Regions from separate parts of the Mus musculus genome. Here regions 2, 3, 4, 5, 6 and 7 are each linked to region 1. Evidence: chromatin contacts called from public ChIA-PET, Hi-C and promoter capture Hi-C data. All regions are on one chromosome and are shown on one strand. Each heading gives the region's core, a stretch centred on a gene start, on an enhancer-like site or on the middle of the called end of the contact. The rest is flanking DNA. Distances are from core to core; before and after follow the strand shown. Region 1 holds the start of Bin3 (bridging integrator 3). Region 2 holds the start of Rhobtb2 (Rho-related BTB domain containing 2). Region 3 overlaps Piwil2 (piwi-like RNA-mediated gene silencing 2). Region 4 holds the start of Tnfrsf10b (tumor necrosis factor receptor superfamily, member 10b). Region 5 holds the start of Fam160b2 (family with sequence similarity 160, member B2). Region 6 holds the start of R3hcc1 (R3H domain and coiled-coil containing 1). Region 7 holds the start of Reep4 (receptor accessory protein 4).

What was found. Promoter capture Hi-C pulls out the DNA fragments that hold promoters and counts their contacts. A called contact is a pair of places that touch in the nucleus more often than the background predicts. ChIA-PET counts read pairs in DNA pulled down with a chosen protein or histone mark. Capture Hi-C pulls out chosen DNA fragments and counts their contacts.
Region 2: an RNA polymerase II ChIA-PET map of memory CD8 T cells shows a contact between it and region 1, with 576 read pairs. The contact joins the promoter of Rhobtb2 here to the promoter of Bin3 in region 1. A contact is called at or near these places in 15 of 39 promoter capture datasets (the 3T3-L1 cell line, the C10 cell line, the HPC-7 cell line and 11 more), 5 of 484 Hi-C or Micro-C datasets (B cells, CD4 T cells, bone marrow-derived macrophages and 2 more), 18 of 115 datasets of contacts at active chromatin or transcription factors (the 230-238 cell line, the SCID.adh cell line, bone marrow-derived macrophages and 11 more) and 2 of 9 other capture datasets (adipose tissue and liver).
Region 3: a contact with region 1 is called in a promoter capture Hi-C map of pre-B cells. The contact joins the enhancer-like site here to the promoter of Bin3 in region 1. A contact is called at or near these places in 10 of 39 promoter capture datasets (the 3T3-L1 cell line, the C10 cell line, cranial neural crest and 5 more), 4 of 115 datasets of contacts at active chromatin or transcription factors (the 230-238 cell line, bone marrow-derived macrophages, embryonic limb bud and 1 more) and 1 of 9 other capture datasets (liver).
Region 4: a promoter capture Hi-C map of embryonic stem cells shows a contact between it and region 1, with 2.5 times the contacts expected there. The contact joins the promoter of Tnfrsf10b here to the promoter of Bin3 in region 1. A contact is called at or near these places in 10 of 39 promoter capture datasets (the 3T3-L1 cell line, 3T3-L1-derived adipocytes, the C10 cell line and 7 more), 2 of 484 Hi-C or Micro-C datasets (cortical neurons and double positive thymocytes), 3 of 115 datasets of contacts at active chromatin or transcription factors (bone marrow-derived macrophages, intestinal villus epithelium and large pre-B cells) and 3 of 9 other capture datasets (adipose tissue, liver and pancreatic islet).
Region 5: a promoter capture Hi-C map of pre-B cells shows a contact between it and region 1. The contact joins the promoter of Fam160b2 here to the promoter of Bin3 in region 1. A contact is called at or near these places in 5 of 39 promoter capture datasets (the C10 cell line, cranial neural crest, liver and 2 more), 1 of 115 datasets of contacts at active chromatin or transcription factors (bone marrow-derived macrophages) and 1 of 9 other capture datasets (pancreatic islet).
Region 6: a contact with region 1 is called in a Hi-C map of B cells, with 25 read pairs. The contact joins the promoter of R3hcc1 here to the promoter of Bin3 in region 1. A contact is called at or near these places in 8 of 39 promoter capture datasets (the HPC-7 cell line, cranial neural crest, frontonasal cranial neural crest and 5 more), 1 of 484 Hi-C or Micro-C datasets (B cells) and 3 of 115 datasets of contacts at active chromatin or transcription factors (embryonic stem cells, large pre-B cells and pancreatic cancer cells).
Region 7: a promoter capture Hi-C map of pancreatic islet shows a contact between it and region 1. The contact joins the promoter of Reep4 here to the promoter of Bin3 in region 1. A contact is called at or near these places in 4 of 39 promoter capture datasets (cranial neural crest, embryonic stem cells, pre-B cells and 1 more), 2 of 115 datasets of contacts at active chromatin or transcription factors (bone marrow-derived macrophages and memory CD8 T cells) and 1 of 9 other capture datasets (pancreatic islet).

Annotation. Positions count from the first base shown.
Region 1 is chr14:70,098,003-70,101,708 of GRCm38.p6, reverse strand. Bin3 (bridging integrator 3) reads right to left here and starts at 1,616. Exons shown (of 9, transcript NM_021328.4): 1 at 1,513-1,616. The coding sequence starts at 1,520.
Region 2 is chr14:69,804,203-69,807,511 of GRCm38.p6, reverse strand. It overlaps Rhobtb2 (Rho-related BTB domain containing 2), which reads left to right and starts at 1,967. Exons shown (of 10, transcript NM_153514.5): 1 at 1,967-2,475.
Region 3 is chr14:70,400,837-70,404,248 of GRCm38.p6, reverse strand. It overlaps Piwil2 (piwi-like RNA-mediated gene silencing 2), which reads left to right. Exons shown (of 23, transcript NM_021308.2): 11 at 2,027-2,215; 12 at 2,747-2,831. Among named protein-coding and RNA genes, the nearest start is that of Gm24890, 26 kb to the left of the region's middle. Within about 2 kb of position 1,323, at least 100 of the 459 cell types and tissues checked have an H3K27ac peak or open chromatin away from gene starts, as enhancers often do. A contact at or near this core is called in the 230-238 cell line, bone marrow-derived macrophages, memory CD8 T cells and 2 more, where this site is marked.
Region 4 is chr14:69,765,796-69,769,342 of GRCm38.p6, reverse strand. Tnfrsf10b (tumor necrosis factor receptor superfamily, member 10b) reads right to left here and starts at 1,871. Exons shown (of 8, transcript NM_020275.4): 1 at 1,552-1,871. The coding sequence starts at 1,683. It overlaps 4930480K23Rik (RIKEN cDNA 4930480K23 gene), which reads right to left. Exons shown (of 3, transcript NR_130157.1): 3 at 2,230-2,278.
Region 5 is chr14:70,598,464-70,601,863 of GRCm38.p6, reverse strand. Fam160b2 (family with sequence similarity 160, member B2) reads left to right here and starts at 2,029. Exons shown (of 17, transcript NM_194345.1): 1 at 2,029-2,122. The coding sequence starts at 2,078.
Region 6 is chr14:69,706,133-69,709,824 of GRCm38.p6, reverse strand. R3hcc1 (R3H domain and coiled-coil containing 1) reads left to right here and starts at 2,241. Exons shown (of 8, transcript NM_001146012.2): 1 at 2,241-2,319; 2 at 2,644-2,771; 3 at 3,141-3,278. The coding sequence starts at 2,662.
Region 7 is chr14:70,543,409-70,547,185 of GRCm38.p6, reverse strand. It overlaps Reep4 (receptor accessory protein 4), which reads right to left and starts at 1,935. Exons shown (of 8, transcript NM_180588.2): 1 at 1,448-1,935; 2 at 637-709; 3 at 180-256; 4 at 1-71. The coding sequence starts at 1,479.

The DNA.
Region 1 (3,706 bases), core at 367-2,866:
ACTTCTAGCATCATGAAGCTGGAGGTACACAGACTGATGCTTAAAAGAAACGACTCTGCTTCAGGAGATTTCCCTTTAGCAAAGGGAACTGAGGAAGTGCCCCTTGACCTGTCACTAGCTAAGCTGTAACAAGATGGGGAAGTTAGCTTTTAGGGGTTCCAGCTTTCTGTGGGCCTCTTGGAGGAAGAGGTTGAGGGGAAATGAGTATCTCCTGCTGAGGCTTATTAGAGCTTCGCGGGTGTGTGTGTGTGTGTGTGTGTGTGTGTGTTCTGTTCCCTGCTTCTCCAGCTGTCTGACATTTGTCCACCAATTAACCTCAGTCTGAGAAGCAGGTGGAGGAAGGGGCAGAAGTGGTTTACACTGTACATTAGAAAGCTATCCTTGACATTGACTGACATTAGCTGCTTGTGGCGAAAGCTTGGTCTCCACTGGTGGTCAAGTGTGAAAGCCTTCTCAGAGGGTGTCTAGCTAATTTCATTCATTCATAGCTGATTATCATGCACTTATTTTGCATAACAGACTGGGCTCTGAGCAAGTCCAGCCCCCTACATTAATGCACCTTGGGATCTAAAGAGGGCTGATTAATCTCATACTTCCTTGGAGGCCAATTTATTCATACAAATGCATTGTAAACAGTTAGGAGTTTGAGTGGGGACCATGGACACACAGGCTCTTGGGCCTAATGGTAAAGACATTGACAGCCTTTAAAGAAGCCCTAGGAAGACAGAAAATTTATGACTTTTCATCTGCACGTAAAAACAAAAACAAAAACCCCAGAGCAACAATTAAGGACCAGCTTTTGGGGAAAGAGGACCTTCCACATTAGGCTAATCACAAACAGGAAGTATCCACCGTGAGCTCCCCCCACCCCCATCTGCAGCTGTGACATTCCAGCTCTATGGCTCCTTGGTTTGACGATCCCCATAAAGTTTAAGCTATGTCTATCTTAGAGAGAGGGCAGTGGGGTCACAGCCCTGGAAAGATTCAAACAGTCCAATCACACATTAAATGTGTGTGTGTGTGTGTGTGTGTGTGTGTGTGTGTGTGGTGCAATTCTGATCCTTCCCATGTGAGAATCAACTTTTACATTTTTAAAAAGAATTTCGTCTTTTGAGGCACTGTTAGGTGATGTTATTCCAGTTGTCTGAAAGCAGCTGGATTTTGGTCACAGAACTGTGCCTAGTCTGCCTCAATGAGCAACACAGCTCCGGAGCAGATAAGCGCGGTGTAGAGATGCCCACGGGAGCGAAGGAGGACACTGACTCCACCTCAATGGATAGCTGAGAGAAGAGGGAAGAGGGACTCCTCACGCCAAGGAGGTGAAAGGAAATGCGATGGGAGAAAGGGCAGGCAACAGGGATCAGACGCGGGTCCAAGGCTAAGGGATCCTCCTCGGGAGTCTGGCCGAGAGATGGAGCCTCCGGGAGAGCACCGAGGAGGCTCCCGGAACCGCTTAGGAGCAGGGCTGTCGGGCCGCCCTGGCTCCAGCCGACGCCACCCGGCCTCACTCACCAGCTCATGGTCCTAAACCCACGCCGACTGCCGGGGTCCTCGGTAGAAAAGTAGGTTCTCGAGGATCACTTCCGGATTCGGCCAGTCTCCAGGAAGTGATGAGGGACACGCCCCCTTATGCCCGGAAGAGGCGGGAGGGAGGCGGGCCCACGCGTTAACACTTTGTTCTCTTGTTGTTTGAGGCGGACTTTCTTTGCGGGACGTGGTTGCGCTCCGGCCCTGCTTTTAAGGCTCTGTGCGTAGAACCCATCACGGGCTGCAGTTTCTGTCTGATATGGGGTTTCTAACTCGGAGACACAAGCGGCGACAGGGGAAGGAGCTAGAGGAGACACAGTAGACGGGAAGCTTGCGCTTTGCTCTACACACTTTCGTATTGAAAATGTTGCATGTCTCACCTACATCACCTGGGTCCCCTCCCCCCTCTTCAAGAAGGTTCGGGGTTCGAATGGAAACAGAGTTAAGTGCTTTTCAGGGTGGACTAGTCTGTGAAGCTATTCAATGAGGGAAGATTCAGAAAGCCCGGTGTGATGACAGACAGGTATCTGCAATCCCCGAATTCTGGAGGTTGAGGCAGGGAGAGGTCATGAGTTCGAGGCTAATGTTGACAACATGGCCCATCTGGGCTTCACAATCAATCCAGTCTTAAGAGAAAACAATACACCAAAGCCTAGCAAACAAAACAACAACAACAGGAGTAGAAGGCCTCGGCAATGTTAGGAAAAATCCTAACAAGTTGCTGGACAGGCTGTTAGGGGCCCCTGGAGCTGTGCATGGGGTTTTAGAAGAATAAGATCTAAGCAAACAGCTTGCATTGGGCCTCAGAATTCAGAGCCCCAGTGTACCACAAACTACCTAGAGTTATACGCTGAACCGAGTTTCTCTGCCCAAGTTCCTGCTTTAGAAGCCAGAAACTCAAGCAGAGAGAACCGTTCCAATCCTCTCTCCTGACCTCTCTAGGACTTCGCTTTCTTCAAATGTACCTGGAGGGTTGTAGGCACAGCCAGGGGAGCAGCTAAGTCCCTATGACCTAGAGCAGAGGTATATACAACGTGTCCCAAATTCCCAGGGCCCAGGGGCTCAGAGGAGGAGGAACAAGGGATGGCTTTTAGTTTTAAAAAGGCTTTCCAATAGGAGGTGGCTCCCTCAAGACATGTCACAGACCATCACCATGCTATTTCTTCAGGAAATAAGTAAGCAGGAGCAAAGGAGTGGTCTTGAAGAGAATAGAAGACCCAGAATCCTTGACAAACAGCTGAGGCAGAGAGCATGGGTTGGGAGAGTCTTGCAGCTTTGTATGGGGTGAGATGAATGGAAACACTGTGTGATTGTGAGTCTCTTGGTGTTCCAGCACTTGTGGATGGCTCTGCCCCATTTCCCCCTGCCCCATACTCAGCCTCCCTCAGACATCGTCTGTGGTGAGCAATATTTTCAAAAGTTCTAGCCTAGGACTGTGTATATCGAGAGAAGTCTGTTTGGGGGCTGTTGGTTGGAGTAGCTGACACATTTTGCAGGACAAGAATGGATGAGATCTGGACCAAGGGAAGAACTCAGGGCTCTAGTCCCATCTTTGGCAGCATGATCAATTTCACAAAAATCATGTCCCTTCTCTGGGCCTTGACTCCTCATCTATCAGAAGTGGGGATGGATAATACTGCTGATGAATCCCCTCTCAGTCAATTTCCAAGTGCACTGTTATATTAGTTCTCAACCTCCCTAGAGCTTCAACCCTTTAATATAGTTCCTCACGTTTTGGTGACCCCCAACCATAAAATTATCTTTGTTGCTATTTCAAAACTGTAATTTTGCTACTGTTATGAATTGTAATGTGAATGTCTGATGTGCAGGACCTGTAAACGGGTCATGACCCATCATAGCTTGAGAACCACTGATCTAGAGGCTCTTGGGAAATGGGACAGAGAAGAAAGACCTTGGAACAGAGAGGCAAGCCCAGAGAAACGAGCAGGTCTGAGCAATTGTTGATGTCTGAGGGTGAAGCTAAATCTGAATCTTCAGGGAGAGCTGAGGCCTAACTGGGGCTGTTTGTTTATTGCCCACCTCAGACTTTAACATAATCAGCAGGGTCTTCTAGGATACTGGGGAGAATGCTGGCTTCCTAGGGTTTGCCTGGGAAGTGTCTGGAGGTCTCTGAGGTTAACATAGCCTTCCTTCCTTTCAGCAAGTAGGGCCTTAGGTT
Region 2 (3,309 bases), core at 718-3,217, 290 kb after region 1:
AGGAACCTGGAGAGGTTTTGTATAATCACTCTTAGGAGCATAAGCAATGAAGTGAAACTCTTCTGTGTCAAATGCAGAGGAAGAACATACCTGAGCAAAGCTTGCTTGCTTGCCTGCCCGCCTGCCTGCCTTCCTTCCTTCCTTCCTTCCTTCCTTCCTTTCGAAACAGGGTTTCTCTGTATAGCCCTGGATGTCCTAGAACTCACTCTGTAGACCAGGCTGGCCTTGAACTCAGAAATCAGCCTGCCTCTGCCTCCCAAATGCTGGGATTAAAGGCGTGTGCCACCACGCCCGGCTTCTACCTTCTTTCTTTTCTTTTTTTTTTAAGATAGATTTATTTATTTATTTATTTATTATACATAAGTACACTGTAGCTGTCTTCAGACACACCAGAAGAGGGCGTCAGATCTCATTATGGGTGGTTGTGAGCCACCATGTGGTTACTGGGATTTGAACTCATGACCTTCAGAAGAGCAGTCAGTGCTCTTATCCGCTGAGCCATCTCACTAGCCCCTACCTTCTTTCTTAAACATGCCTTTGAACTAGTATTTGTTTTATGAAGGCAGAATCTGAACAGGAAGTGTGAGGAAGCACTTCCAGTCACTGTCAACCTTCTCTTCCGCTCTGGGTAGGTGTTGGAGGCCAGGGACAGTAAAGTATCTGCCTACTGCACAATGATTAAACGAACCTGAGTACACACTTACTACAGGCGCCCTGGTGAGCAACTTTCTGTCCTAGGCACTCACAGACAGGGCATATTTCAGACAATACAAACTGAGTATTTATTTGCTTATAGCAGGGTCTCCCTACATCAGCCATATTGACCTCAAACTTTCCATCCTCCTGCCTCAATCCTATCAATGCTGGGGTTAGAGGTGTGTATTTTGGCCAAAAATCCAGTTTTTATTTGACTTTGGAGAGGGGTAGTAAACCTCTCTTTTATATCATATTTTGCATAAACCAACATTAAAACAGATCTGCATTCTCAAAAAGGACATTGGAAGTGTGATAGGGGAGGTTGCTGTGTGAAGTTTGCCAGGCTGCTTTAAAAAAAACTGTCCAGAGAGAATTGGTAAGATGTGTAATTCCTAGCAGTCCCGACCAATCTATGGAACCCAGCCTTGACCGGGGACCGCAGACGCTTCCTTCCGATGAACAGAATGGATGGCATTAGACTCAACCCATTTTTATTTTAGGGTTTAGAGATAAGGTTTTGCTTTGTAGCCCAGGTTAGTCTTGCACTTATGACAATTTTTCTGTCTCACCCACCCAAGTGCTGGGGATGACAGTCACTATATTTAGAGCACCCACAGAGGACTTAGGTAGGGATTCTCTGGCTAATATTTCCTTGGCATTCTTTGCAAAGTTATGGAGATTCTACTGAACTCTCTTTGACAACAGGTTGGGATGGGAACCTCTAAAGAAGGTCTAGGTGGCAGACAGGTCAAAAAGTACGGGTATCCATACAGAAAACTCACTAAGAGCTACAGAAGTCGGAGCTGCAGGGATAATGAAAAAAGAAAGGTCCCCCAGTACTCGGAGCAGCTGTGTGCGGGGTAGAGGCTTGGTTGAATTAGGGAGAAACAGGAAAATCTTCCCGTGGCCCTCTGACTTGCATTCTCAGGGCGCACCGCCGGATGAGTTTCTTCCTAGCCTCCTGGGGAAAACTATCCTGAGAGTCCTGCAAGGTTTTGAGACTGGCGAGGTCAGCTGCTGGCCATTCGTGGCTCCCAGGGGAAAAGGGAGGAGGTGCAAAACCAGGAGAGGAGCGGGAGGCGTTCCCGGGATCGGGGGCGTGTCTCGGGCGTGGCCTCTGGGTGTCCAATCCCCATCGCTCCGCTCTCCACCAACCACACGCCGCTGTGGGCAGTCCTTGTCACAGCAACCGTTCCTGGGTGCAGTTTTTTTCCTTTTTTTTTTTTTTTCTTTTTTTTTTTTTAATCCCTCTCCCCTCCAACCCCCCCAACTTTGCTTTTTTTGTGAATGAAAAAAGGAGGTCGTGAGCGGTCTCGGGGACTGCGGCGCTCGGCGTCTTAAGGCTGCGCGCGTGCGGCGGCCTCACCCGGCGCCTCGCTCTCTAGCGCGCCGCCCGCAACCTCCGCAGCGCAGCCGGGCGGCGGCGCGGCCCAGCGGCCGGAGGTCGGAGCGGCGGCGCGCAACCCGGCTCCGCGAGCCTCCATGACATTGGGCGCCCGGGTCGCGCGGAGATGCTGATCCGGAAGAGGCAGTGGCTGCAGTGCAGCGCCCCAGGCTGCTCACGTGCCGCGGTCCGACCAGGGCTCCTGTGCCAGAGTTTCTTCTGATCGTACCTGAACCGGGACCCCAGGAGTCTGGGTCTCCAGCACAGAGCAGCAGCGTCGGCGGCGCCCCAACTTGCACGCGCAGAGTGACCCCAGACATCTCACTAAAATGAGCGTGCTTAGCAGGAAGAGATGTGTTCCCTACACTAGAAATTACCCCGTCACATGTAGTGGTGTAAGTACACGATTGATTTCTATTATGGCCGGGTTGCAAGCAAACGTGCCACCTCGCCTTGGCTCATCCTTCAGCACCCTCCCCTCTCCTCCCTGCGTCCCTCCTGCCTTCCCCTGAGCTCCACTCTTCCCTTGGGCACTTGCTGAGTCTGCACAGTTCAGAGGGAAGAGAAACTAACCTTTCTTGGGTGTTTTTAGGGGAGAACTACATGTTTTGCATCGGTGTGTCGTGCCCCTCCCCCTTCCCTATTTATTTCATTAAAAAAAAATTGTGTGTGCAGAGCGGCATGTCAGGAGGGAAATAAGAGGTTCAGAGTGGTAGAGGTGTACCTTTTTCCTTTTTCTTTTACTTTCCTTTCTTTTCTTTCTTTCTTTAAAAAAACAAAAACAAAAACAAAAAACAGTACAATTGCGGTGTTTGCTGCCGGCAGTGGAGCTAGCTGATTCTTTGAAGTCAACTCCACTGTGGTCTGTCCAGCTGAGTTTTGGCAAACTACTGGTGGAATTCTTGAGCTTTCTTTGTTAATGTTCGGGTAGCCTAGGGTTGAAAAGGTTTATCCTGTATTTAGGCTTCTGTTTCTGTTAATGTGATCATTTAAGATCCCTTTGGGCCTTGCTTTACGTTTTCTGCGTGGGGAGGGAGGATCCACCCCTCCACCTTCGCCCATATTACAATGTCAGCGTCCACAGTGGGAGCTCCTTTAACTCCAAACCGACCTTTCCTTTGCTCCTCTCCTCCCGAGTCTTCCTTTCTATCCACCTTCCTTGCTTTTTACTTTCATTTTCTCGATTTTCCTCCCTTTCACGTTTTTTTTTTTTTTTTTGTAAGATGCAG
Region 3 (3,412 bases), core at 74-2,573, 300 kb before region 1:
ATACTGAGCAGTTTTCTCTGCACCTTTTAGCCATTTGAATATCTTTGTGAAATATTTAGATCTTTGATCCACTTTTAAAATGCATTTTTAAAAGTATTTATTTTATTTCACATGCATTGTTGCTTTTCCTGCATGTCTGTCTGTCTGTATGAGGGTGTCAGATCCTAGAACTGGACTTACAGACAACTGTGATCTTCCATGTGGATGGTGGGGATTGAACCTGAATCCTCTGCAAGAGCAGCCAGTGTACTTAACTGCTGAGCAATCTCTCCAGCCTCTAAAATATATTATTTAATTGTAAAATTTTTGTATTTTAGATACAGATATCTTGTCAAGTACATAATTTGAGATACTTTCATATGAATTGTCTTCCCTGTCTTAGTTAGGGTTTCTATTTCTGTGATGAAACATAAAAGCAACTTAAGGAGGAAAGGGTTTATTCAGTTTATTCTTCAGTCAGCATCTCTATTTACCATCAAAGAAAGACTGGACAGAAACTCACACAGGGCAGGAGTCTGGAGGCAGAGCTGATGCAGAGGCCGTGGAGGGTGCTGTTTACTGTCTTGCTACCCATGGCTTGCTCAGCCTGCTTTCTCATAGAACCCAGGACCACTAACCCAAGAATGGCCCCACTCATAGTGGGTTGGGCTCTTTCCTATAAATCATTAATTAAGAAATTGCCTTGTAGATAACTCTAGTTGTGTCTCGAGTTGACGTGAGACTAGCCAGCACATTTCCTCCCTCCCTTTCTTCCTTCTTTCCTTTTCTCTCTCTCTCTCTTTTTTCTTTCTTGCTGAGACAGGGTCTTGTTATGTAGTTCAGGCTGGTCAGGAATTTACTGTGTAGACAATGCTGGCCTCAAACTCACAGAGTCACTCACCCTACTTTAGTTTGATGTAAGAAACTTATTACAACAATAATTCAAAGTTCACCAGAGGTACCCACAAATCCCTTTGCCCCATATGCACATCCTCAAAGAAGGGCTTCTGTGTGAGCCAGAGCAGCCTTACAGAATCATAAGATACAGATGGCCTTTCTCGGAACTATTCAGTAATGTTGCTTTAGGCCTCCCACGTGTGGTTTGATTTGTGATTTAAAAGAGAAGTTATGGACATGTTACAAAACTTTTCCCTGTTGTATTTGGAGGTCATGAAAATTTAATTAAAATCTCTAAAATTTTATTTTATGTGTATGGGTGTTTTGCCTGTGTATATATCTGTGCACCATGTTGAATGCCTTGAGGCCAGATGATGGTGTCAGGTCCCCTGGAATTTGAGTGACAGATGGTTTTGAACCCCTACCCCTAGATGGGGCTGGGACTTTAACCTAGGTCCTCTGTAAGGCCAATCTGTGCCCTACACCACTGTAAGGCCAATCTGTGCCCTACACCACTGAGCTTTCTTGCTAGCCTGGATCTTTTTTTTAAAACAATGCAAGTGACTTTCCTTTGGGAGACCTCAGTTAAAAACAAACAACAGTTGAGTTGAGTGTGGTGGCACAGGCCTTTGATCACAGGACTCCTGAGGTAGATAGAGGTAGACAGATCTCTGTGAGTTCAAGTCCATCCTGGTCTCATAGTAAGCTCCAAACCAGTCAAGGCTACGTCACTGAGACCATGTTTCAAAAAGAGGAAGTGAGTTGGGGTTGACTGGAGAGATGATACAGCAGTTAAGAACACTTCCTGTTCTTTTAAATGAACTGAGTGCGAGTGCCGTGCGTTCCAGCACCCACATCAGATAGCTCACAAGCTCCTGTAGCTCCAGCTCCGGGGGACCCGATGCCTCTGGCCTCCTTGGGCACTTGCACTCACGTGTGCATACAGGCATACACACCGCATTGAACATAATTAAAGTAATAAAAATAAATCCTAAAAAACGATCATTGGTTCATGAGATGAGTATAGCTAATGAGGGGTAAAAGATGAGATCCAACCCTTGGGTCCTTACTTCAGTTTCTGGAGCCCCGTCCCTCTCTTAGGAGCCTGAGGGTATGGATGCCAACCAGAGTCTCTTACCTCTTCCCAAAGGCATGCTATCTACCAGCAGAACAAGGAGCACTTCCAGGACGAGTGCAGCAAGCTTCTGGTTGGCAGCATTGTCATCACGCGCTACAACAATCGTACCTACCGAATCGATGATGTGGACTGGAACAAGACCCCTAAAGACAGCTTTGTCATGTCGGACGGGAAGGAAATCACATTCCTGGAATACTACAGGTACAGATGAGAGACTGCACTTGGTCTGAGGGTAGGGGTGGGACGTGCTCTCCAGGCTCTGGGTAGTGAGTACAGTTAAGGATGAGGTACCTGACACTGTACAGCTCTGTAAACTGGTAATAAAAACATCTGAGACCACATGAGCTTATTTGTGAGTCTGGCCTGTATGTGTTGGTACTTTTGGCAATTATTACATAAGTGATTTTGGGGGTATCCGTTGTATTTTTCTTGTTGGTTTTGTCTGGGGAGAGAATTGAAGTTCTCATCTTTAATCATTAGACTTTTATTTCTAAATCCTTTAGCTTGATGCACTTTCCACAAGCTTCTCTCCTGGGCTGTACATATAGCCTTTGTTCTCTGTCCATCAGCAAGAAAGCTGTAGCCTGCATTTCCCACTTACATATACTGTGATTAGTGTCTGATGGATTCTCAGTGAGGGGACTGTGCAAATTGTAAGCTGCAGTAGCACTGAAGAGGGCTGGAGGGGTTGTTGTAGGAGTGGTGACACTCTCTTGCTCTGTCCTGCTTTAGCAAAAACTATGGGATCACAGTCAAGGAAGATGACCAGCCGCTGCTGATCCACCGGCCCAGTGAGAGACAGAATAACCATGGCATGGTGAGTGGCTACCCTCCCAGCGGTCCTCCTCCGTACTGCTGCCCTGGCTATGTGTGCGCTCATCCGCTTATACAGTGTGCTGTGTTGGAACACATTGGGCATGGTTGTATTTTCCCTGTACTCAGAGTTGCCAGGAGGAGATAAATACCTCCACGAACAATTTGGGTTAAAGACATAAAGAGAGTTCCTTGTATCTAAAGATTAAAAACTCTGGAGCCTGGGGAGATGGTAGAGTGGTTAAGAACACTGGCTACTCTTCCAAAGGACCTGGGTTCCATTCTCATCACCCACATGGCAGCTCACAACTGTCCCTCCAGTTCCAAGGGAGCTTGGGCCTTTTCTGGCCCTCTGTGGACAACAGATACATATATACATGCAGGTAAAACACTCTTACATATACAAAAAAAGTAAAACTCTGACATGAATGTGAAAGCACACGCCTACAATCCTAGTACTTTAGGAGGCAGAGGCGTGTTGATCTCAGAGGTCGAGCTTAGCCTAATCTATGTAGCAAGTTCCAGGCCAGTCAGCGCTAAGTAGTGAGACATCACCTCAAAAAAAAAAAAAAAAAAAAAAAAGTT
Region 4 (3,547 bases), core at 622-3,121, 330 kb after region 1:
AATTCCCTTCATCTTAAAACTCTTAAGTCTGTAACCATTAAAGTAACAGCTCACCCCTCCACCCATTTCTCCATGTTCTCAACTACTATTCTGCTCATTTCTCTTCTTTTTTTCCTTCTCTCTCTCTCTCTCTCTCTCTCTCTCTTTCTCTCTCTCTCTTTCTTTCTTTCTTCTTCTTATTCTTTTTTTCCCCCCAAATAGCTAAAGAAGTGATACTAAAAGTAACTAGAAGCCAAGAGAGGATGAACACGCTGGTCCATAGGCAGGGCTGCCTGGTACTACCTGAACACATCTTAACTCTGCTTCCTTCCTTCGTTCTACTTACTTATTTTTCAGACATATGCATGTTCCTCCTCAACAGTGAGGAGGAAGAAGATTAAAGAAGATTAAAGATTTTATTTATTTATTATATGTAAGTTCACTGTAGCTGTCTTCAGACACTCCAGAAGAGGGAGGGCATCAGATCTCATGACAGATGGTTGGGAGCCACCATGTGGTTGCTGAGATTTGAACTCAGGAAGAGCAGTCAGGGCTCTTAACCGCTGAGCCATCTCTCCAGCCCAACAGTGAAGTATTAAAACAGAAGGTGGAGAACTGTGTCCAGCCTGGTGGAAATGAGTCTAGAATATAATATAAGAATATATACAATAAGTGTCTCTAAAAAGACACTTGTGTGCCTTTCTATTTGAAGTTAGAAACAATGGACTCCAAGACACTGGAATTCCCCTCAACAATCTCATCTGGCAGAAGGGGAAAGGCCCGATTCTAGGCTCTTCAGGGCCCCTTTACTCTTTTTAAGCCCAGTAAGTTGCAGAGTCCAAGAAACTGGAAAAAGTACAGTCAGTGATGTGACGCGGAAATTGAACAGAACTTTCTGGCAGCTAAAGCTAACACCAGGCAAGGCTTCCTTTCCTGCCTGGAAAGGGATGTCCAGCAGCTAGGGAGGGTCTCCACCCCCTCCCCCCAACAGCCCCCTCCACCTGGCTCCCCCACCATGGCCTTCTCTGTCCTTAGGATCCTACAGGGTAACTGGATCCTTCCTCCGCCCACTGTCCCCTCTCCCTTTCCCTGCTCCACCTTGGGTGCCCTGGTGCGTTTTTGCTGGGTCAGCTGCTCGCCACGCCCCTCGCGTGCCATCTCCACAAGCCCCAACCCAACGCCAGAACTTTCTTCCCACCATCTTTGAGGACCTCTCATCTACCGTCAGGACCTTTTTCTACCAGAGCGGCGCCTCACATCCTCCCAGTCTAGAGTGTTCCGCCCACCTCCCCATCCAGTCCTGACCCACCTCACCTTCGGGTCCCCCACCCCCCCTCACTCCACCCCCCCTCTCACTCCACCCCCCCAACCCTCTCACCCCACCATCGAACCTTCTAGGCTTCCCTGTTGAGGCCTACCTGGACCCCCGCGGAGTCGTGTCCCCCCCACCCCCCGCAGTGTCAGACCTCTCCCACCACACGCACGTGCGCGCCCGGCTCTCAGGACATTTCCTTGCCATTTCCTTTCCTGGCCGGCTTCCCACTTCGGGCACCGCAGTCGCGCCACACTCACCTGTAGCACAGCAAGCAGCAACGCAAAGCTATATAGAAGTCTGCGCTTCGGGAGTGGCCGGAGGCCTGGGGTGTAGTGATCTGCCCGGGCAGCGGCAGAGGCTGTGGGCGTGCTGGGTCCTGGAGGCTCCATGGTGTCAGCTCATCCGAAACCCTGCGGCTTCAGCTCCCAAAAGCCACGAAGGATGGCTGTCCCCTCACTCCTAAAAAAGTTCTCTGGATTTCCTCACTCCCAGAAAAGTTCTGGATTCTTGTCGCGGCGACTTGACGCTTAGTGGTACCTCCAACCTCCGCGGGCTTGCGCGCGCACCGGGCAGGGGTGGGGAAATCCACCTTGGGAGGAGCTTGATTACGCGTCCAACCCCGATCCTACCTAATATGAAAACTTGGGAGCAGTCGCCGGACAGAATCTGAACAACTTTTATTTTTTTAAAGAATCACACCACTTTTATTATATTTGTCAGGTCGTGGTTGGAGACGCCCATGCTTATTAAAAAAAAAAAAACCAACTCGTAATACTCAAAGGTCTGCCTGTCCCTTCATATTTTGACTAATATGATATTCACCTTTGAGTTTCAGCTTGTGTCCCTGGAGGAGCCGACTTGAAGATGTCTGTAGTAGTGAGTACTCCTCCTTCCTCATCTTCTGTCTCCTTCATCTCTCCTTCTCTTCTTCTCTTCCTCTTCTTGAATTTGTTTTTGTTACAGTTGTATGCTACCAGGCAGTATCTGAGAACACAGAAAAGGAAATGATAGAATGGATGGTCTCACCCCAGTAACAGAAGCGAAATCAATCCGTGTCTCTGTAACGTTTGGAACACTGAACACACTTAGCCGTGGTGGTAAAGCACTTCAATCCTAGCACGAGCAGAGGCAGGCTGGTCTCTGAGTTAGAGTCCAGCCTGGTCTACAGAGTGAATTTCAGGACAGCCAGGGCTACACAGAGAAACCATGTCTTTAAACACACACACACACACACACACACACACACACACACACACACCTAAACCAACAAAACACAAACAAACAAAAAGAATAGATGACCTCATCTACCCACATCAGTGCATTTTGGTAATTTCACAATCTCAATCAATCAATCTCTCTCTCCACATTTATACACACACATATATATATGTATATACATATATATCTCACATATACACATTATATAATATATACACACATATATACACGTACATATACATGCAGGTGTACTGGTGCCTCTAATCTCTGCACTCAGGAGGTAGAGGCAAGTGGATCTCTGTGAGTTCAAGGCCATCCTGGTCTACATACTGAGTTCCAGGACAGCCAGAACTATGTTGTGAAACCCTGTCTTGAAAAAGCAAACCAATTATAACAAGAGTTTGAATTTCCATATGCTTCAGGCCTCCAGATTTCCAGTATAGAATATCATTGAACAAACATCATCACATTTGCCTCAGTTTACTTCTTAATCCACAACCCCAAACAAAATTTTGTAGGGGGGAAATGCATATTTTCAAAGAAGTAAGTTGCTTAAAACCTGACATAATTCTGTAAGCTTTCTAGTACCAAAATAAAGTATTCGGTTTGTTAAGAACCTGTATCTTCTGATTGGTGGACCTCTGTGAGTTCAAGGCCTGCCTGGTCTGCATAGAGAGTTCCAAGACAGCTACAGCTACATAATAGAGACCCTGTCTCAAAAGAAAGAAAAATCTAACTTCTGTCTAATCACCCGAGTTCTCCCCAATTGGCTCAGATGACGCCAGCATTACAAGAAGCAGCTCGAAGCTGCTTGGAGACACTGTGGCCAGCTGGCCTTCTAGGTTCTCAGCACAGATCCCACGAGGCCACAGAGGAGGGAGAGTCCATGAGCAAAAGCTGATGTATCATGGGACATACCTGGAAACTGGATGGGGCTGTAAGTGGCCCATGTGCAACCTGTGAGATCACGACCCCCTCTCCTGGGTGTGCTTGGTCTATACTCCCAGGGTTAGGAGATAGAGCCATAAGTCATTA
Region 5 (3,400 bases), core at 780-3,279, 500 kb before region 1:
TATAAAGCGGACCCTGTTTACTTAGAACTCACAGCCGGGCGCTGTAGAAAGTTCACTGGTTACCAAGGGAAGCAACATATGATCAGATTGACTGGAAATGTTTGTGGTAGGACAAATTTTGACACTAAGTCCTAAAGGATTTGGAGCTCCTGAGAATTTAGATTCCTTCAAAGTGAGGCTCTTGACCCCCTAAAACAAAGCCTTAGGGAGAGTCCTTCATGCGTCCTTCTCATGACACAAAGATGTAAAACCTGGGCAACTTTATTGGTTCCCGAAGCTTTTGTTTTGGTTTTATTTACTAAACACCTCACCATTTAGAGTCAGGAGCTGAGGGCTTAGAATGCAGCACAGAGCGCTTGCTTAGCATGCATGAGCCCTGGGCTCTCTTGTTAGCAGTGGACACACCAGGCATATGCCAGATCCCAACACTAAGGAAAGGAAGATTGGGAGTCCAAGGTCAACCTCAGCTACACAGTAAGTTTGAGTCTATCCTGGTCCATATGAGACCCTGTCTTGAAAAAAGAAAACAAGAGTTGACTTTACAGTCATGAAATCAATGAACAACAAAAATATCTGATAATTAAAAAAAAAACAATGTGTCAACTCTGTTTCCTTTTCCTTTTTCATTTTCAAGACATGGTTTCTGTGTCCTAGAATTTGCTCTGTAGACCAGGCTGGCCTTGAACTAGTAGAGATCTGCCTGCTTCTACTCCCTGAGTGCTGGGATCAAAGGCATGTGACATCAAGTGCAATTTACATGTTTTTTTGTTTTTTTGTTTTTTGTTTTTGTTTTTTCGAGACAGGGTTTCTCTGTATAGCCCTGGCTGTCCTGGAACTCACTTTGTAGACCAGGCTGGCCTTGAACTCAGAAATCCGCCTGCCTCTGCCTCCCGGGTGCTGGGATTAAAGGCGTGTGCCACCATGCCCGGCCCAACTCTTGTTTTTAATGTCTCACTATGTTTCTAAGACTGGCCTGGAATTTATAGTGCAGCCCAGGTATGGTAACACAAGCCTATAATCTCCAGCCTTGGAACAAAAATAATGGTGAGTTTTAGGATATCCTGGATATTTAAGATAGATGTAAGTAATTTAATCATTTATAATTTATGTAAATACCTATATACATTTACATAATTTTTATATAATTTATGTATTATTTATCCATCTATCTATTTACTTATCTGATACTGAGGATTGAACCAAGAGCCTCATGCAGCCCTTGTTTTTTATTGTTTGCTTTGGTTTTTGTTTTAAACAGTTCGTGTCTTCAACCTCTCTCTCTCTCTCTCTCTCTCAGTGGTGTGTGTGTGTATGTGTGTGTGGTGTCAGTGTGTTGTAATTGTGTGAGTGGTATGTGTGTGTGTATGTATGCATGTATCTTTGTGTTCGGAGTGTGTGTGTCAGTGTGTGTGTGTGTGTATGTGTTTGGTACGGGATCTCACTACCTCCTTGAATTGTTGATACTACTGAGTGCTGGGATTGATTGCAGGTGTACCCCAATTGCTTTCTTTCCCTCCAGAGCGGGGGACATGAGACAGATTTTGCTGGGACTCTTCGGATCAATTCCTAATCAAACAGCAAACCTTAGAGGACATCTTTTCCAATAACGACCTTTTTTTTTTTTTTTATAAAAGTACTGAACAACAGGGTGAAATTAATATTAGCCATAACCTATTCCAATATTCCTAATCCATTACATTTAAACATGTCGTCAATTCTTCCCACTATGTCTTTGCCTTCTGGAGTGTCCTTGACACAGCTTGTCAGGGCCAGGTCATTTTAAACACTCCAGAGCCGTGTGTGTCCAGGGCTACTGTGTTGGTAGGATTGTGAGGGTGCACGAGGAATTAGAAGTCTCTGGGTGTTACTCAAAGGAATCTTAGGTCATCAGCTCCCAGGGTGCTCCCCACCGCCCTCCATCAGGACCTGCCCAGCCCTGGGCTTAGAGCGCCCCCGAGCCCTCCGGCAGGGGCGGGGTTTCAGAGCCGGGTCCCGCCTCCCGCCCGTTGGGCCGCCTCCTCCGCCACCGCTGCGCCGCCACCGGGAGCCGGGCCGCGAGCCGGGCCGGGCCGCCATCATGCTGAGCCGGCTCGGGGCACTGCTGCAGGAGGCCGTGGGGGCGGTGAGGCCGGGCCCTGGTCGGACCGGAGGGGCGGGCGCGGGCAGGGGGGCGGGCGGGTGAGGTGCGGGCCCCTTGGGCAGGGCCCCTCCCCTGGCCCCGACGCCGCTTCCGGGCTTCGTCTTCGGGTACAGTCCCGCGTCGCGGCCGCCAGGAGCGCCTAGCTCCGGGGTTCTCTCCAGACCGACCGGCTCCCTCGATCTTGCGCCTCGCTCTTCTGATCCTAAGCCCGACTCTCGTGATCCTGAGCCATGCTCCCTTGATCCTGAGTCCCGATCCCTCGATCCGGCCTCCGCACTGCTTCCTGTTGTGCTTCCTGTGTCCCACTCCCTGACCTGCGACTCGGTCCCCCGAGCCTGCGCTCCGCTCGGCTTCTTTAACGTTCCCTGTGCCTCGAGAGCTTCCGCTAGCTTTGTAACTCTTCTCTCCCCAAAGGTTCCCTTGTCACCAGCCCTTTCTCCCAGATCTGCCCCCACGCCTCCTCCTCCGCCCGGCAGCCTTCCTTTCTCGTTCCTGACGTTCCTCCATTCCTCCTCACCTGGGATTGACAACAGCCTTCCCCTTCCTCTCTTAGCTGCCAGACAACTACTGGGAGCAGGGGTTCCCGCACTGAGTTCCCTCTTAGCATGGGAGTTGCAGCCCTGAGTGACATAAGTCCCAGGAAGAAGGTGATAGAGACCTTTGCAGGGGTGGGTGGTCGCGAGAACCCGGAAGTAGCCCTCTGCAGGCTTATCTCAAGCCACTGAGCCAGCTGACCTTGAGTTAGGGACTTCAGCCTGCCGGAGGGGCTTTGAATGGAAGAGTTGTTTCCATGCAAAGCTAGCTTGCTTGCGCTCTCTCTTTTACCTTCTCTCTCTCCTCTCTCTCCTCTCTCTCTCTCTCTCTCTCTCTCTCTCTCTCAGTTTGTGTTTAGGCCCCTTTTTTCTGGAAGTGCATGTCCCTGGTCACTTCATTCAGCAGCCTTGCAAGAAGCTATTTGAAAAGTTAATTATTTTTTTCTCATTGTATAAGAACACTGTCTAATTGATGGGTTTAGTCTATCAAATTGTGTCCTGAGAAACAATCTTAGGTCTGACGCCCCCCCCCCCCCCCCAGTCAGAACCTTCATTGTTTTTGGTGTTTGGTGTTTGTTTGTTTGAGACAGGTTGTCTCTATGTAGCCCTGTATTCTTTAACTCCCTCTGTAGACCAGGCTGGCCTCGAACTCAGAGATCCACCCGCCTCTGCCTCCCGAGTGCTGGGATGAAATCACCATGCTAGGCTGCTATTGTTCATATCAATT
Region 6 (3,692 bases), core at 992-3,491, 390 kb after region 1:
CTGTCTTGAAAAACAAAACAAAACAAAACCCAAACATTATTTTATTTTTTATTACATGTATATGTGTACATGTGCACATGTGTAGTGCAGGCTCCTGTAAAGACCAGAGATCCCCTGGAGCTGGAATTACAGGTAGCTGTGAACAGCATAATGTGGGTCCTGGGACCTAATCTCAGGTCCTCTGCAAGAGTTGTATGTGCTCTTAGCCACTGAGCCATCTCTCCAATACCAAAGCAATTTTTTTTTTTTTTAGCATTATCTGCACCAGCCATTTGTTTATTATTTTCTGGAACATTGTTTTAATCTGTAGATTCATTTCTTTGTTTAAAGAAAATGTCTATTTTTCTTTTTTTAATACTTTCTTAGGTATATTAATTATCTATTTATGGATTTCTTGTGTAAGGGTCTGTATTTGTAGTGTGTGTGTGTGTGTGTGTGTGTGTGTGTGTGTGTGTGTGTGTGTGCTGTAGATGTTGGTATGCACGTTCAGGGCAAGCATGTGGCCAGGGGACAACCACAAGAGCCCATCCTCAGGCACCTTCTAGTTTATGATCTGTTTTGAGTCTCTCATTGGCCTGGCACTTTGCCACTTGGGCCAACTGACCAGTGAGCTTTCAGATCAATAACCATCTAAAAAATTGACAGTATCTTAATATGTATTATTTTTAAATTCATAGTGGGCATATTATAACCCCACTCTAAGTTGAGGAATATGTGCAATTTTTGATTAACTTCTTTTTCTTTTCTTTTTTTCTTTCTTTTCTTTTTTCTCTTTCTTTTTGGTTTTGTGAGACAGAGCTACTCTGTGTAGCCCTGGCTGTCCTGGAACTCACTCTGTAGACCAGGCTGGCCTCGAATTCAGAAATCCGCCTGCCTCTGCCTCCCAAATGCTGGGACTAAAGGCGTGTGCCACCACTGCCCAGCTAACTTGTTTTTCTTTCTGTTTCCTCCCTCCCCCCCACCCTGTTTCTTTCTTTGTTTTTGTTGTAAGAGCTTCCACTGTATGTTTTGTGAGCCTTCTGTTCGGTGCTTTCAGTCTTGGAACTTCTATATCTTCGTGGTGATCTGACCCTTTTACCATGGTATACAATTCCTTGGTGTCACATGGTTAGGTCCTGGAACTTTTCCTGCCTTCTTTCCTGACCCCCACTCCAGCAGGAGCCAAGGAGCTGAGTGCAACCCCGTGTAGCTTGGATCAGTCCTTAATCTTTCAATCATGCCTCCTATTTGGGGTAAAATTTTAGAAGACGCCAGCTTCTCTCACTGAGCTCACCTAGCCTTATTGTGTTTTCTGCTTCTGTGCCGGACTTCTGATCACCGTGTCAATACTCGAAAGGTGTTGAGTCTTAGTCATAGCATATCTATAAGCATTGGTTTGGCAAGCACACTAGATCTAGGTTTTGATACTCAACTCTAGTCAGCGTATTAGTGGCTACTGGACCTAGTGGCCCACTTTGGCCCAACTTGGGTCTCTGTGTGACAAGAGACCTTTGCAGGTCTCTCACTGAGATGATATAGGGGACAGATTCTGGATACAGTGTTTAGAAACGTTTACAGAGGTGTAGGATTGTCTTGTCTGCTTGTATATATATGCACCATCTGTTTGCTCAAGGAGTTCAGAAAAGGCTGTTGGATCCCTTGGAATTGGTGTTACTGATGGTTCTAAGCCACCCTGTGGGTGCTGGGATCTGAGCTTAGGTTGCCTCAGGAGCAATATTATTAACAGCCCAGTCAATTTTTCAGCCCCATAAAAAAAGATTTATTTACTTGTTTGTATGTGCACCAAGTTTGTGTCCGAGTGCTGATGTTACTGGGACCTGAAACCAGAGAGAGGTTCCCCTTCTTAATTCCTAAATCATCTCCCCAGCTCCAGCCTCCCGCTCTTACCTCTTTCTTCCTCCATTAGGTACCAGGTCAAAGGAACCTAAAATTAGAAATATATAATGTCATCACTATTTAGCATCTAGTAGCTGTTCCCTCGTGTTGGCAGAACTCAATTGGTTCTAGAAGATAAAAGTACTATCTGACTTTGGAATCAGAGCCACTTTTGACTTGTGTAACTCTAGACAAGTCATATCACCTTTTTGGGTCTCTATTTTCCCAAGAGAATAATTGCTTAGTTGCTTCTTTGAGGGAAGCCCTATGCGTTTGGGTTAGAGCAGCTCTGGCCCTGCCCCAGCTCTTTACAAGAACACGCCCCTCTGCGGCACGTGCAATATCTCCTCCCGGCCTCACGATGGCGCTAATTCCGCTGGGAAGAAGGGGACGCTCAGGCTCTTGGGGACCCTGAGCGCGGCGGCAACTTTCCGAGCTGCCGCGGTGAGTGTTGAGGGTGTTGGGTGTTTCCTCCTGGGATCGCGAAAGGGAAGGACGACTGCGTGTTGTGGGACGGTTTCAGTGGGCTGCGCCCCAGAACTGAAAAGCCCGGGTAACACGCGGCGAGACGAGGCGGTGCTGGGAGCAGGGAATCCAGCCTGGCTCTGGACGTGAGCGCACTCGGCTCCACACTCACGCGCCTCCCATCCCGCTCCACAGTGGCCAGGGCTGCGAAAGTCTCCAAAGTCCTTGCTGCAGGGACACTTAGGGCTGTGGGCGGCCTCTGGGCCCATATTCTGATCCCGGCCTTGGCCACCGCTCCTACAGGCTCTGCCATCTGTCACCCTGGCCCTTCTCTGCTTGGACGGTGTCTTCCTCTCCTCGGCCGAAAATGACTTTGTCCACCGGGTCCAAGAGGAGCTCGATCGTTTCCTGCTGCAGAAGCAGCTATCCAAGTACGGGGAACGAGGGAGTGGCTTTTAATGCCAGGATAGGCATGGTTTGCCCCTCTCCCAGGTTCTGTGCCCAGGTAACTGGCTGGTCCACCAGAAAGGCCCTGCCTTTAGCCTCTGCCAACTTGCCCAGCCACACCTTTCCTTTGTATCGCAGCATCACCCCACTCAGGCAGAAGTGCTCACTTTCTTCTAGATGATGGGAACTGTAGCTCCCTTTGATGATCTACTTTGCAATTAGGCAGGGACCTGCTTGGGCACAGTGAGCCTGGTGTTAAAGCCACCATAAACCTGGGAGCGGCCTGGGTGGGAATTGGGTGTGGGGTGAACCCGCGGTCTCAAGCTTATTATTTCCATTTGGTTCCTTTGCAGGGTCCTACTTTTTCCCCCAGTCTCCAGCCGCCTGCGGTACCTGATCCATCGAACGGCGGAGAATTTTGATCTTTTGAGCAGCTTCTCTGTTGGGGAGGGCTGGAAGAGGAGGACAGTCATTTGTCACCTGGACATCAGGTGAGTTTGTCCTACTGCTTTGGAGGGTTCTCAGCAGCTGTGTGTGTGTGTGTGTGAGTGTGTGTGTGTGTGTGTGATGATTGGACTAGCTGGCTAGCCAAGGAGGGTAGAGTTTGGTAGGAGCCAGGGCCACAGTCACAGTTGCCTTTTGCTTCATCAGGGATGCAACTGACTTGGCTGTTCAGCTGTTCGTGTTGGGCCAAAGAAAATATAGTGCACACAAGCAGTTGGGCTAGTAAGGGTGGGTCTACACCCCTGTCGTCTTTGTGAGCGCGTTCTCCAGAGAGACCTTGGTACAGGGCATGAACGTGTTGGCCTATAGCCATCCTTATTGCCATGTGCATCTCATAGGATGGATATCTTATTACTGTGACTCTGGTTCTAATAACAGCTCCTAAATGCAATTATTATCCT
Region 7 (3,777 bases), core at 686-3,185, 450 kb before region 1:
TGGCCCCCTTGGTGTAAGGTGAGAGCAGCCACAGCACAAAAGCCATCTTGAACTCGTAATAAAACGGGAACCTGTGTGTAAGCAAGGGGAGGGGTTTGTGTGAGCCAGAGGCCAGGTGGTGGTGGTGGTGGTGGTGAGGCCCTTCCCAACCCCATGGCCTGCCAATCCTTGGGCCGGACCAGGAAATGAAGATGTCTGTGAAGGTTTCTGCTGCCATGAAGATCGCAAAGACAATCCAATACATCATCCACCGTACCTGTGGGTCAGAGTGCAGAGCTCAGCTCACGAGCCTAAGCCGCCAGGACCCGCCCCCAGCCTGCCCAACCCAGAGATTCCTCAAAGCCAGTCCCACTGCATTGCTGGCTACAGTTTCCCACATCTGCTTAGACAGGAGCCCCTGAGAAACTGCCTTCCGTTCCAGTGCCCCCCCCCCCAGCATGCTTCGCCCACGAGATCCTCCATGGCTATTGTTAATAATGGCTGGCCTTCCTTCCACTAGACCACTCTACTTGAGATCTGTTCCACCATCGATCGAGCCCCTGGAGTCTGACAGGCCAGGCCCTCCAGCATCACCAAGTCCTACCACCTCCCTGACCATTCCTCAATGTTGTCGTCTACCCCACTCTTTGCACTCACATATTCTCGAATGTTCTTGCTCTTCACGGCCTTGTAGGAAGCATACGCAGGATACAGCATGCCAAATATGAGCCTGGAACAGCAGTCACAGGAAGTGTGAGGGGACCATGCCCCACCCTCTCCCTGCCAGGTGGCTGCTCCCCCTGACCTGGGTGCGAGATGGCAGTGCCTGCCCTGTTTTTCCCGCTTGGCTTGCACAACCCTGGGTGCCTGAGTCAGTGCCCCGGAGGCTGCCTCCCCACCCGGCTGTTTACAAACATACCAAGCCTGCCTAGGCCTGCGCTGGTGGCCCATGGGTACAGGACAGACTGAGAACACACAAGGTGGGTGAGAACACTAGGCTGTCCGCTCCCACTACACGTAATCAGGCCCAGGACCACCAGCATGCAGTGAGGGACATTTGAGCCAGGTATTGGGATATCCAAAAGTGAGGTGCAGGCTGCAGAAGCTGAAGCTAGGGTGGTGGGTCATGTGGCTGCTCAGATGGGAAGGAGGCACCTAGATTCTCCGCCCACAGCAGTACCTAATCACCTTCTCACAGGACTGTAGGTGGTAAAAGCCCTGAGCCCTAGCAGCACCTGTCTGCAGGAAGGGTCTCTGTCAGACCAGAAGGCTGCAGGGTGGAAACAAGGTATGCAGTGACCAGGTCCCACTTCAGACCCCCAGGACCGTTAAGTGTGTGCTGGGAAACGGGGTCATGAAGTCTTTAAATTTTCCCTTCTTTACAAACGTCCCCAGTTTCCACCCAAAGGCAGGTTGGCATCCTGGGACAAAAGGGAGGGGGGAGGTGTCTCACAGTGACCATACTCACACTACCAGGCGACAGATCATCCAGGACACCATCCTGACAGCCTAGGGGGATGACCCCAAGAGACAAGCGGAGGGACGCTCACTCAGGAGCTGGGACAAGGGGGTGAGTGGTGCTGCAGTACACCTCTCCCTCGGTGTAGGCGGAGATCACCACCCCTGACTTCGACCCCGCAGTGCGGGGAGCCAGGAGAACCCGGAACCAGGGGACCGAGGGCCTAGCAGAGGAAGCCGCCTTGTGATCGAGGCGGGAGGGCGCGTCCCTCCGCCTCGCCGAATCCTGGCGGCTCAGTCCCACAATTCCTGCCGCGGAGAACCGTTCGTCCCCCGTCGAGGGCGGCGCTGCTGGTCTCGGGTCCGGGTGGCAGGCCGGACCTCAGCTCTCACCTGCCGCCCGGGTGGCAGAGCGCCCGACCACCTGCACCGGTCTCGGGGCGGAGTTTGTAACTCACTTAAAAGTTGCACGGAACCAGATCCTGCCCAACCCCAGCGCTCAAGCTCCAGGCGCAGGCGCAATGGAGCCCTCAGAGGGGCGGGACGAGGTCAGGGAGACAAAAGGACCGTCTCTTAAAGCGGCGATGCTCGGCGCACTTCGGAGGTGGGGCCGCCGGTCGAATAGTCTTCTGAAAGGTTGGCAGGTGGACAGATAGGGAGGAAAAAAACAAAACAAAAAACAAAACAAAACAAAACAAAACAAAAAAACCCCGAACTGCTAGCTAGGTGTGGGTGGCGCACAGGAGTCTCTGAGGTGGAGACAGGAGAATTATCAGTGAGGCTGGATTACAGGTGTATCATCAATACACTGTTGCAAACAAACAAAAGGAAAGGAGAGGAAATAAAAGACAACTCGAGAGTGTTCCTCGGATGCCTTTTTATCATTTCTCCATCTCTGTAAAATGGGATAGAGAATGAAATGAGTGGTTGGCCCACAGGAAGCACGTTCTGATCTGATCTTACCTTCGCAGAAGTCCAGCTGACTGACCATGCTAGAAAGGAGGGAAGAGTGGGATTGGAGAATCACCCTTCTGACAGCTTCAGGACTCCACTTGTTTCTAAAGCATCTTTCCACGATCCATATACCTGGGCATTCTGACCCCAGTGTCTTAGAGACTGAGTGATGATCCGGGTTCACCCCGGATCTTCTTTCCTAGAATTTTGAAAACCCACCTGTTTCTGAGACAGGAATAGAGATATCCCAGAAAATTCTAAAATCAACACTTGCTGTTTTGTGCTTCTTGTTGTTGTTGTGCGAAATGATGGAATTGTTGAAGCGTCTTCTTATTAGATTGGCCACACTGGCTATCTATAACATTTGACAAACTTAGATATATCATTACTGTCATCGTCATCATCGTTAGTACCTTAGTTTCTTCATCATCATCATCATCGTAGGGTTTTTGTTTTTGGTTTTTTTTGAGACATTGTTTCTCTTTGTACCCCTGGCTGTCCTGGAACTCTATCTGTAGATCAGGCTGGCCTTGAATTCAGAGATCTACCTGCCTATGCCTTTCAAGTGCGCGCACATACACACACACCCCAAAAACCAAACAGAACCATGGAGTCTGATTTGTGATGGCCAACTACTCCTGAGCATGGGACCTACCCTGGAGTATAGTTAATATACCCAGTGCAGCTCCATTGGAGAAGACTAACTTTCCCTTTTCCAGCAGATATCAGTTTCGAATAGCTTCATGGCTAGGGATGAGAGAGACTTTGTGCCCACTTCCCCTCCTCTGTGCTGGTCTTTGTGTCTGGCTTGAGCTTATGCAGGGCGAGTGTACGCTGCCACAGTCTCTGAATTCATGTGTGCATCTGCCCATTTGGTCTGGAAAAGATTGTTTCTGTGGAGGCATCCACCACCCCTGCTTTTTACAGTCTGTCTGTCCCTACTTTTGCAGAGATCCCGGAGCCTCGAAGGGAGGGCTGGGAGACATCCCGTTGAGGTCTGACTGCTCCGAAGTGGCTCAGTCTCTTTATGTTGTCCAACTGTGGGTCTCTGTCAGCGATTACTGCAAAGAGAAGCATTTCCGATTTACCCACGGCCTTAATCTTTGCAAAGATCTTTAAAAAAAAATTTAAGAAATGTCCTCAGGGGGCTGGAGAGATGACTCAGCTGTTAGGAGCACTGGCTGCTCTTCCAGAGGACCAGGATTCAATTCCCAGAACCCACATGGTGGCTCACAACTGTCTGTAGCTCCAATTCCAGGGGATCAGGCACCTTCAGACACAAATGAAAGCAAAACACCAGTGTACATGAAATAAAAGTAAATAAGTCCTTTAAAAGAAAAAAAGAAATGTGCTTTTGAAGTAAATGGCCCAATGTTACCGAGCAGT